Regions from separate parts of the Mus musculus genome. Here regions 2 and 3 are each linked to region 1. Evidence: chromatin contacts called from public HiChIP or PLAC-seq and promoter capture Hi-C data. All regions are on one chromosome and are shown on one strand. The core of a region is the stretch at or near the end of the contact, and the rest is flanking DNA. Distances in the headings are between cores, read along the strand shown. Region 1 overlaps D5Ertd579e (DNA segment, Chr 5, ERATO Doi 579, expressed). Region 2 holds the start of Bloc1s4 (biogenesis of lysosomal organelles complex-1, subunit 4, cappuccino). Region 3 has its middle 5.0 kb from the start of Gm33017.

What was found. HiChIP or PLAC-seq counts read pairs in DNA pulled down with a chosen protein or histone mark. Capture Hi-C pulls out chosen DNA fragments and counts their contacts.
Region 2: an H3K4me3 HiChIP or PLAC-seq map of bone marrow-derived macrophages shows a contact between it and region 1, with 6 times the contacts expected there. The contact joins the promoter of Bloc1s4 here to the enhancer-like site in region 1. A contact is called at or near these places in 13 of 39 promoter capture datasets (the C10 cell line, the HPC-7 cell line, Sertoli cells and 9 more), 4 of 484 Hi-C or Micro-C datasets (bone marrow-derived macrophages, cardiomyocytes, embryonic fibroblasts and 1 more), 25 of 115 datasets of contacts at active chromatin or transcription factors (the 230-238 cell line, the HPC-7 cell line, the SCID.adh cell line and 18 more) and 4 of 9 other capture datasets (adipose tissue, bone marrow-derived macrophages, liver and 1 more).
Region 3: a contact with region 1 is called in a promoter capture Hi-C map of adipose tissue. The contact joins two enhancer-like sites. A contact is called at or near these places in 1 of 15 datasets of contacts at CTCF or cohesin (the NIH/3T3 cell line), 2 of 484 Hi-C or Micro-C datasets (bone marrow-derived macrophages and embryonic fibroblasts), 17 of 115 datasets of contacts at active chromatin or transcription factors (CD8 T cells, the HPC-7 cell line, the SCID.adh cell line and 13 more) and 5 of 9 other capture datasets (adipose tissue, bone marrow-derived macrophages, embryonic trunk and 2 more).

The regions. Positions count from the first base shown.
Region 1 is chr5:36,619,443-36,622,237 of GRCm38.p6, forward strand. D5Ertd579e (DNA segment, Chr 5, ERATO Doi 579, expressed) reads right to left here. Exons shown (of 9, transcript NM_001081232.3): 4 at 222-288. Among named protein-coding and RNA genes, the nearest start is that of Tbc1d14, 38 kb to the left of the region's middle. Within about 2 kb of position 1,434, at least 136 of the 459 cell types and tissues checked have an H3K27ac peak or open chromatin away from gene starts, as enhancers often do. A contact at or near this core is called in the 230-238 cell line, CD8 T cells, the HPC-7 cell line and 14 more, where this site is marked.
Region 2 is chr5:36,747,277-36,750,071 of GRCm38.p6, forward strand. It overlaps Bloc1s4 (biogenesis of lysosomal organelles complex-1, subunit 4, cappuccino), which reads right to left and starts at 1,403. Exons shown (of 1, transcript NM_133724.3): 1 at 98-1,403. The coding sequence starts at 1,369. The coding sequence ends at 722.
Region 3 is chr5:36,722,936-36,725,730 of GRCm38.p6, forward strand. It overlaps a transcript of Gm33017 not described here. Among named protein-coding and RNA genes, the nearest start is that of Gm33017, 5.0 kb to the left of the region's middle. Within about 2 kb of position 1,441, at least 62 of the 459 cell types and tissues checked have an H3K27ac peak or open chromatin away from gene starts, as enhancers often do. A contact at or near this core is called in CD8 T cells, the NIH/3T3 cell line, Th17 cells and 3 more, where this site is marked.

The DNA.
Region 1 (2,795 bases), core at 184-2,683:
CCTGCAGAACACTTAGGAACTTAAATGACTGAACCCCCAAGTGAAGCCTTAGAAGGTGCCCACGGACTACAGCCCTCCTCTGGAGCAGGGATTTCCCATGTGGCCACTAAGGACTTCACTGAAGCCTTGTGCAGAGCTGAGGTAATGAGGAATGCTGGCTTGGTGACACACTCTACACTGAGAAGGACCCTGTAGGGCTCTACCTGCCCCAGCCTGCTCACCTTGCTCGCTCTGTAGGTCTTTCAGTCTGCAGCAGAGCTCTTCTACTAAAGTCTCGATCCCAGAGCTCTGTGTGAGAGAGAAGACAGTCAGCTTTCTACCAGGCACAGTAGACAGGCAATTATTTTATGTCACTACGGAGGACCACAAGTTTCCATGTTCCAAAAGGAATATATTATCAATTCTTAAATGAATCCCAGAGTTTAAAAACCGGTAAAGCTAACCTACTGTAAGTATTTTTTCTTTTCTTTTCTTTTTTCTTTTTTGGTTTTTCAATACATGATTTCTCTGTGTAGCCCTGGCTGTCCTGGAACTCAGAAATCCACCTGCTTCTGCCTTTCAAGTGCTGGGATTAAAGGCATGTACCACCACTGCCCAGCTTACCATAAGCATCTTACTAATGAAGGACACTAAGTGGGACTTACTGATACATTGTGGCAATGTGAATGCTCTCCAAGAAAGGCTTCTGTCTTGCTCAACAAGGCCAAAGATCTATGTGTCCATCATTGGACAAAAGTTAGTCACCCACAAAAGCAACCTTAAGATTCTTTATAATCATGGTTTTATACAAATTTAACACAGGGGTTACAAAACCTCCTTAGTCTCTAGAAGATTAGAGCCTAAAGAAAACAAAGTAGGTCCCCCTTCCCTTTCCCTTCCTTGTCTTCTTCTTTTCTTTTCTTTTTTTAAAGTGAACTCTCACAACTCCAGCAGAAAGAGCCATACAGAACACAGGCCAATGCTGAAAGCACACATGGGAGCTCTCGGTTATTTTAAGAGATGGACCCAACCACACAGGGCCCACCAGTGAGGCGGTTCGGCTGGTGGTACAGATACTTGCCACCAAGCAGACAACCAGAATTCAGTGCCCAGTACCAACAAGTGTGCAAGGACAGAACATGTTTCTTAAGTTCCACAGGCATACGGAGAGGGCGTGAAAGGATCTGGTACTGAAGATAAAGTGAGGCAAGCTTCAAAGAAAATTTGCACTTGAAACAGCACAAGTACATATCTTTCACTCATTCTAAATTCTCATTTTTTTCTGCAAGAAAACAGAAAAAATATTGTACAATGGACAGAAGAGTTACAGTGTTTCTTAGAAACTTTGGATTTACTCAGGGACATGCTATGTCTGGGTTGGATTTTGTCTCTTTGAAAGGACACAGCTGGCCAGATGCACACAGAAGAGCCACCCAAGTTCCTGTGCCTCCGCTCTGTGACTCCAAGAGCTAAAAATAAACTTTACCCATTCGCCGAACTCAAAATGACTCAGCAAAGTATGGCAGATATTCTTTTTTTCTTTTTCTTTTTTAAAAAAAGCCCCCTTTACAGAGTTTTGGCTAGAAGAAACAGATTTCAGATAGGAAGGTAAATTGTAAATACCCACAGTTACTCTCTATCTGCAGAATATCCCAGTCTTTAAGAGGGAAAAGAGAAAATAGGTCAGAGGACAGCTGCCTCTTTCTTACAGCTCTAAAAAACAGGCAGACAATTGTTCAACAGTGGTAGACTGCACAATCCCATCACTGAAGTCTGCTTACCATAACGGTCAAGGTGTAATGAGGCCCGCAATTATAATCCACTTCTCCAGGATACAGAAACTAACACGGGTGTCAGCTGACACGCCACACGCTGTCTTGTACAACAAGCCTATGTCACTGCTTGCAAACCTGGGGCTATCTCCAGTGCAGAACATGGAACCTCTGGGGACTGCTTACCAAACTCCTTCCAACCTCTAAAATAGGCTACTATTTTTCAGGCCTGCAGAATGGCCATGACAACCTGTGAGCAGGGTACTCATATTATCTTTTAGTTAGTATAAACTACACAGACACACAACTAGTACATATAAAAGCAATATATATACAAACAATAAACAATATATTATCATTCATTCAAAGAGCATATGTATATGTCCATATGTATATATCTTTATATATAAAAATGCCTATGTTTTCAAATACAAGCAGCATTAAGAAACAGTGCTTTACTCCTTCCTTTGTGTAAATCAAGCTTTACTGATCAGGTTTCTGTTTTCTTTCCTTAGCTAATGTGTTTTTTTTTTACCTGCATGTGTGTATGCACCCCCCCTCCCCCCCCCACACACAAGAGAAACACATACCACCAATACCACACACATTTTTTAAAAAAACAGTACTGGAGACTGAACCTACTCTAGTTATTATTTTTAATAATCATTAGGTCATCACGGTATCCTAATAGCAAACTGAGAAGCATAAAGTCATCCGTCATACTATCATATGCTGGCAAGTATTCTAGAGTTCATTTAAAACTAAGAAATTTCATTTCCATTTCTACCTATACTGCCATAGTCTATCACATCCATAGGTTTGCTGGAAAATACTTATCTAAAGGCGTCTTAAGAAGGGACAAAGGATAAAGCGTACTATGTTCTAGAAAGCCCACAGGAACACCTGTGGGAACAAGATGCGGTGACTCTGCTGTGGTACCCTGCCTGGCCTCTCTTCACTGTACCAACTCAACCATCAAGTGTCCAAAGCATCTGGGAAGTGCTGTGCAGAGCAAGAGCACACTAACATGCAGTGAGCATGAGC
Region 2 (2,795 bases), core at 153-2,652, 130 kb after region 1:
CAAAGAAGGAAGTTGCCTTTTCTTACCCCACTACTAAAAACATGAACGACAGGCTCATTTCCAAACAAACTATGGTAAATAATCTCCAGAAGGAAATCTCTGCCAAAGAAATTTAACATTTTAATTGATGTGCTATAAATAGAACACTGACAACCATACATTAATATTCTTGCTTTGATAAACTAAGCTTCCAGTCAAACTGTCAAATACAACTTCAGGACTCCCTGCAACAAAACGCCCAGTTTGCTATCTTAAGAAACTGTCTTCTTTCCTTTGGCTTACAGTCTACACCATAGAAAATTGAATATAATACAAAACAATTTACTATCTATCCCAGAAGGCTACAGAAAACTGAACCACTGTTAGGATTTAATAATACAGCTTTAATTTCTTGGGCACTTTTGATCATATAAATATATAAATCTTAACAAGGAAACACTGTTCACTGTAATAAAGGCCATAAAAATAACAGCTCTGCCGTATTGCACCGATAAATTAATTCAGTTGGCTTCCCCAGGTCCCCACCAAAGAGCTTTCGAATCCGAACTGGAAGACATAGAGACCTACACTCTTGGCATCGAATACTGACGATGTCAAGTCGTTTGCAGAAAATAAACTTTAACCTTTCACATCCCGGCATCACATACGCCAGTTCACAGGATTTCTTAACACTTGGGACAAGAGTCTCGCTGGAGTCCTCATGCGGTGGAGGCGCACACGCTCAGAGCTGCGGTCTGTCACCGCAGCCAGGGAAGTGGTCCTCGGTCCGAAACAGGACTGGCGGCTCGTACGCCGCGCGCTGGGGCCCGCTGGGCGCCGACCTGAAGAGAGCGGGGACGCTGATGGTATGCAGCAGCCTCCGGAAGGCCCGCGGGAAGGTCCCCAGCTCGGCTTCGGCCTTGGCGACCTGCTCCTCCATCCTGGCCACGCTGCTCCCGATCATCCGCACGAAGGCCTCCAGCTTGTCGATCCGGCCGTAGATGCGCCTCATCTCGGCCGCCTTAGCGTGGATCCGGGGCACGCCCTCGCCCACCACATGCGACGAGTCCCCGCGGATCATGTCCAGCATGCCCACGAACTCGTCCACCTTGGCCAGCAGCTCCTCCAGGCTGGCGTCCAGCGCCTCCACCTCTGGCCTCGGTCCCGCGCTGGGCAGCAGGCTGGAGGCGTAGCCCGAGGCGGCGCGGCGCAGCAGCGGCAGGTCGCGGCCCGGCGCGTCCTCGGGGCCGTCATCGTCCCACGGCCCGGACGCGCTGCTGTGGCTCTGCGAGACGTGGCCGCTGTCCCCGCTCCACGCGGCGCCCAACGGCTCGGCCTCCTCGGTAGAGACCTCTCGAGACAGGGTTCCGACGGCGGGTCCTTCCTCCATGGCCCGCTCGGCCGCTTCCGGTGCTGAGCGATTGCGTTACGGTCTGAGATGCCTGCTTCCGGCGCCTCCTAAAGACGTCACGCCCCTAACAAGTAGCCAAGCCTACTATCCACATGCCCAGAGAGCCCGCAGTGCTTCTGGCTGGCTTGTCGGTGCGTTCGTAGTGTGTGCCAGCAGAGTTTGCACAAGTTAGTAATCCAAAGAGGGTGACAGACGATTAGAGGATAGATAGAAAGATGGGTAGATGGCAGATAGATAATAGATGACAAATAGATTAGACCAGTGGCACAGGCCTTTGGTAGCAACACTCAGGAGTCAGAGGCAGACAAATCTCTTAAATTCAAGGCCAGCCTGGCCAGTTTCACGCCACCAAGGGTCCTGTAGTGAGGCTCTGTCTCAGACAGACAGACAGATCAATAGATAATGGAATGATAGGTAGATTGGTGGTAAATTGACAAATGATAGTGTCAGAGAAATACATTGAAGCAGAGCTGAGGCTGTCCATACCGTCACAGCAGGTTACCTCTGTTGCTCCACCTGCCCTGTAGCCAGCCAAGGCTAAATCTCCGTAGATGGAAGGATATTCCAAAGCCCTGTCTAGGAACTGGGGGACTCCAGGTGTTTGAGCTCAAGAATAATACAAAGAACTTCTCATTTTTATTATTAAAGGAAGCAAAATATGAGGTGACATTTATGATTAGTTTTAGCAAATACAAGTACAGAAAATATACCTGGTGTTATCATCTTTGGTCTTGTGAAAAGAGCCAAGAATATCCCTCCTATTTGTCTTTCCCACAGAGATAACGGGGACATGCCAGGGCATTTCCTGCACGTCCTTGCGTATCCTCTTATCACAGTTTATGTAATTCTTTCTAGAAGGCCACCTTGTGGGAAGAACATCCCACACAATGGCCTATCCGTAGTTCACAGTAAGTTCACAGCTCTCTTAGACTTGTTCCCACATCTATCCACTGTGTAGTACCCACCAGCACCCATGTGAGGCTCCAGCCTGCCTCTTTTCCCTTACCAGCGATAGCAAAATAAACTGTAAGCAAAAGCAAGAACAGTGGAACACAAAAGTCAACCTAACGAGTGGTCATCTCAGCCTCCTCACAAAAGAAGTACTCTCACCCAAGCATGGATTCCATCACAATGCTACCAGAAAAACAAACAAACAAACACAAAAACAAGGTAGGAATAAATTCTTAATATTCATAGAAACATCCAAGGTGGCGTCTCTGAGACCCATGCAGTCTGGCAGGTCCTTGGGAAACTTAGGGCCTTATTCTTCAACATTGTCAAGTGAAGACAGGCATAAAGTAGAGATGCCCTTGTCTTGATGGGATTTGTAGTGGGTATTTTGTCCAAATGGCCTGGACCCCATTGTCAGGAGACGTAAACCAGATCCCCAATAGGGAACAGTTAG
Region 3 (2,795 bases), core at 191-2,690, 100 kb after region 1:
TGTGTGTGTGTGTGTGTGTGTGTGTTTGAGGCAGAGTTTCTCTGTATAGCCCTGGCTGTCCTGGAACTCAGAGAGATTCTCCTGTCTCTGCCTCCTGAATGCTGGGATAAAAGCGTGCAACCACCACTGTCCAGCTCCTAGTTCTGAGTTTTATGAGAGAAATGGACAGGGAGACAGTGACAGACACTGTGAGCCCTTAAGCCAGAAAAAGCTGGCAGCTAGAAGGGGGAGGGGCCCTGGAAGAGGGGAGACTAAGAGTCATTGTTCTCTTCTGTTCCATTGATAGAAGAACCGAGTTTGTCTCAGAGGTTAGTTGATTTTAAATTATGATGTGCTTATATGAGCAGTACACATGTGTGGTGGAAACACTCCAGAAAACTGAACACTTCCCATTGAGAACCCTCCTTCCCTGCCATTCCCAGGAGGACTTGGTGGCTCTTCACAAGCTCTCAGTGTGAGCTTCAGGAAGCATCTGCGAGTATGGAAGCTCACGTGTGCAATCAAAGGCTTGGGGTCCGTGACATTGTGGCTGCCTGCTGAGTGGTCGCACTGCGCTCGTTCCCTGACCTGTGACCTGTAGTGAGAATTTTGGCTTCTTTAAAAAACACAGAACTATTATAAGAATGCGGTTTTTGTTTTAATCCCAGGTGTGGAATGCGAGGCTCCTTCCAATCGTCCCACAGTAGCTGACTGTGGTTTGCCTCATGCTCTGGCAGAGGTGGGATTTTGCCAGCTGCAGATAGTTTCTGCAAGTGTGTGATGTTTGGAATTCTGGGGGCTCTTTAGAGGGTAAATACTTGGGTCCCAAGAGCTGGGAAACTGTTGATTGGTAGCAGAATGCCGTTGGTTTCTGTTGGTCACAGTTTGCTAAGTAGTTGTAAGCAAAGAAAAAGAAAGAAGAAATCAGATATCCGGATGGCAAAGATCAAACTTGCCCCCAAGGAACTTGATGCCCTTAGTTAACAGGAAGTGTTCTAATGATATTGTGGACTCTTTCTTCTCTTATCCTTTTTTTCTCTCCTACGTAATGTTAGGGGATTGAAAGGGAAGAAGTAAAGGGATGGAGAAGGGTGGGAGAAAGAAGAACCCACAAAGTAGCCAGAAGAACAGCTACAGTGACCTCAGACATATCTTAATCCAGGTGACCTCTGAAGATATGCGAGAGCTGCCAAGGAAGAAGGAGGTGAGAGTATCAGTCCCTGGTACCCTTTCCCAACATGCCCAGCTCCCCACGACTCCGAGTTCCTTTGTGCCCTCTCCACCTTCCTATGGTTGTTACATGTGCTTTTAGCTGTGGAAACAGAGGCTCACAGGGCAGAGTTAGCATTGGATGCTATGTAGCCACCCAAGGCCATTCTGTGCTGTGTCCACAGGACTCTGGAGCCTGGAGGAGGAGGCTGTGCTGAGTCCTGGTTTCTAGAGGTGTGCAGGCAGGATTAACCATAGCCCAGGAAGGCGGGAGGCAGATGTAGAAATCAGAGGCCAAAGAACCACCCACCCTCTGCCCTTGGGACTCTGGCAGCGACTCTGAACTGTGTAATACCAGCCCCTGCCCACGCAGCTGCTGAGATGAGTGGCCGTGCGTGCACCTTTGACCTGGTGATCTTTAACTTGGTGACTCAGCCTGGGAGCTGGAGCACCGTGATGAACACGCTGACAGATTGAAGCCTGCCTTTGTGACAAGTCTTTTTATACATTGAAATTTAGCTGGCCATGGAAGTACACATGTGTAATCCCAGTACTCAAGAGGTAGAGGCAGGATTCATCCCATAATCAGCCACCAAAACCAGACACTATTGCATATGCCAGAAAGATTTTGCTGAAGGGACCCTGTTATAGCTGTCTCATATGAGGCTATGCCAGTGCCTGGCAAATACAGAAGTGGATGCTCACAGTCACCTATAAGATGGAACACAGGGCCCCCAATGGAGAAGCTAGAGAAAGCACCCAAGGAGCTGAAGGGGTCTGCAACCCTATAAGTGGAACAACAATATGAACTAACCAGTACCCCCAGAGCTCGAATCTCTAGCTGCATATGTAGCAGAAGATGGCCTAGTTGGCCATCACTGGGAAGAGAAGCCTCTTGGTATTACGAACTTTATATGCCCCAGTACAGGGGAATGCCAGAGCCAAGAAGCAGGAGTGGGTGGGTAGGAGAGTAGGGCAGAGGGAGGGTATAGGGAACTTTCGGGATAGCATTTGAAATGTATATAAAGAAAATATCGGGGCTGGAGAGATGGCTCAGCGGTTAAGTACACTGACTGATCTTCTGAAGGTCCTGAGTTCAAATCCCAGCAACCACATGGTGGCTCACAATCACCTGTAATGAGATCTGACGCCCTCTTTTGGTGTGTCTGAAGATAGCAACAGTATACTTAGATATAATAATAAATAAATCTTAAAAAAAGAAAATATCTAATAAAAAAGTAAATAAGTAAGTAAGTAAATAAATAAATAAATAGAAAGAGACACTCCGTAACATAACATAAAGCATAGTAGTTTAATAAATAAATTGTAAAAGGAGAGAGAGGGGGGTAGGAAGATCACTGTGAGTTCTATACTAGCCTGGGGTATGTATTGAAACTCATTTGCTATCATTGTTTAAATTGAGGTAAAATTCACACCACAGATATTTAGCTATTTAAAGTGTCAGTTCTGTGGCATTTATCCACCTACAGCAAGCACTGCATAACTGTCACCTCTGTGTAGTTCTATATGTCCTGCTCTCCAAGACCTCACCCCCCTTCCTTCCTTCCTTCCTTCCTTCCTTCCTTCCTTCCTTCCTTCCTTCCTTC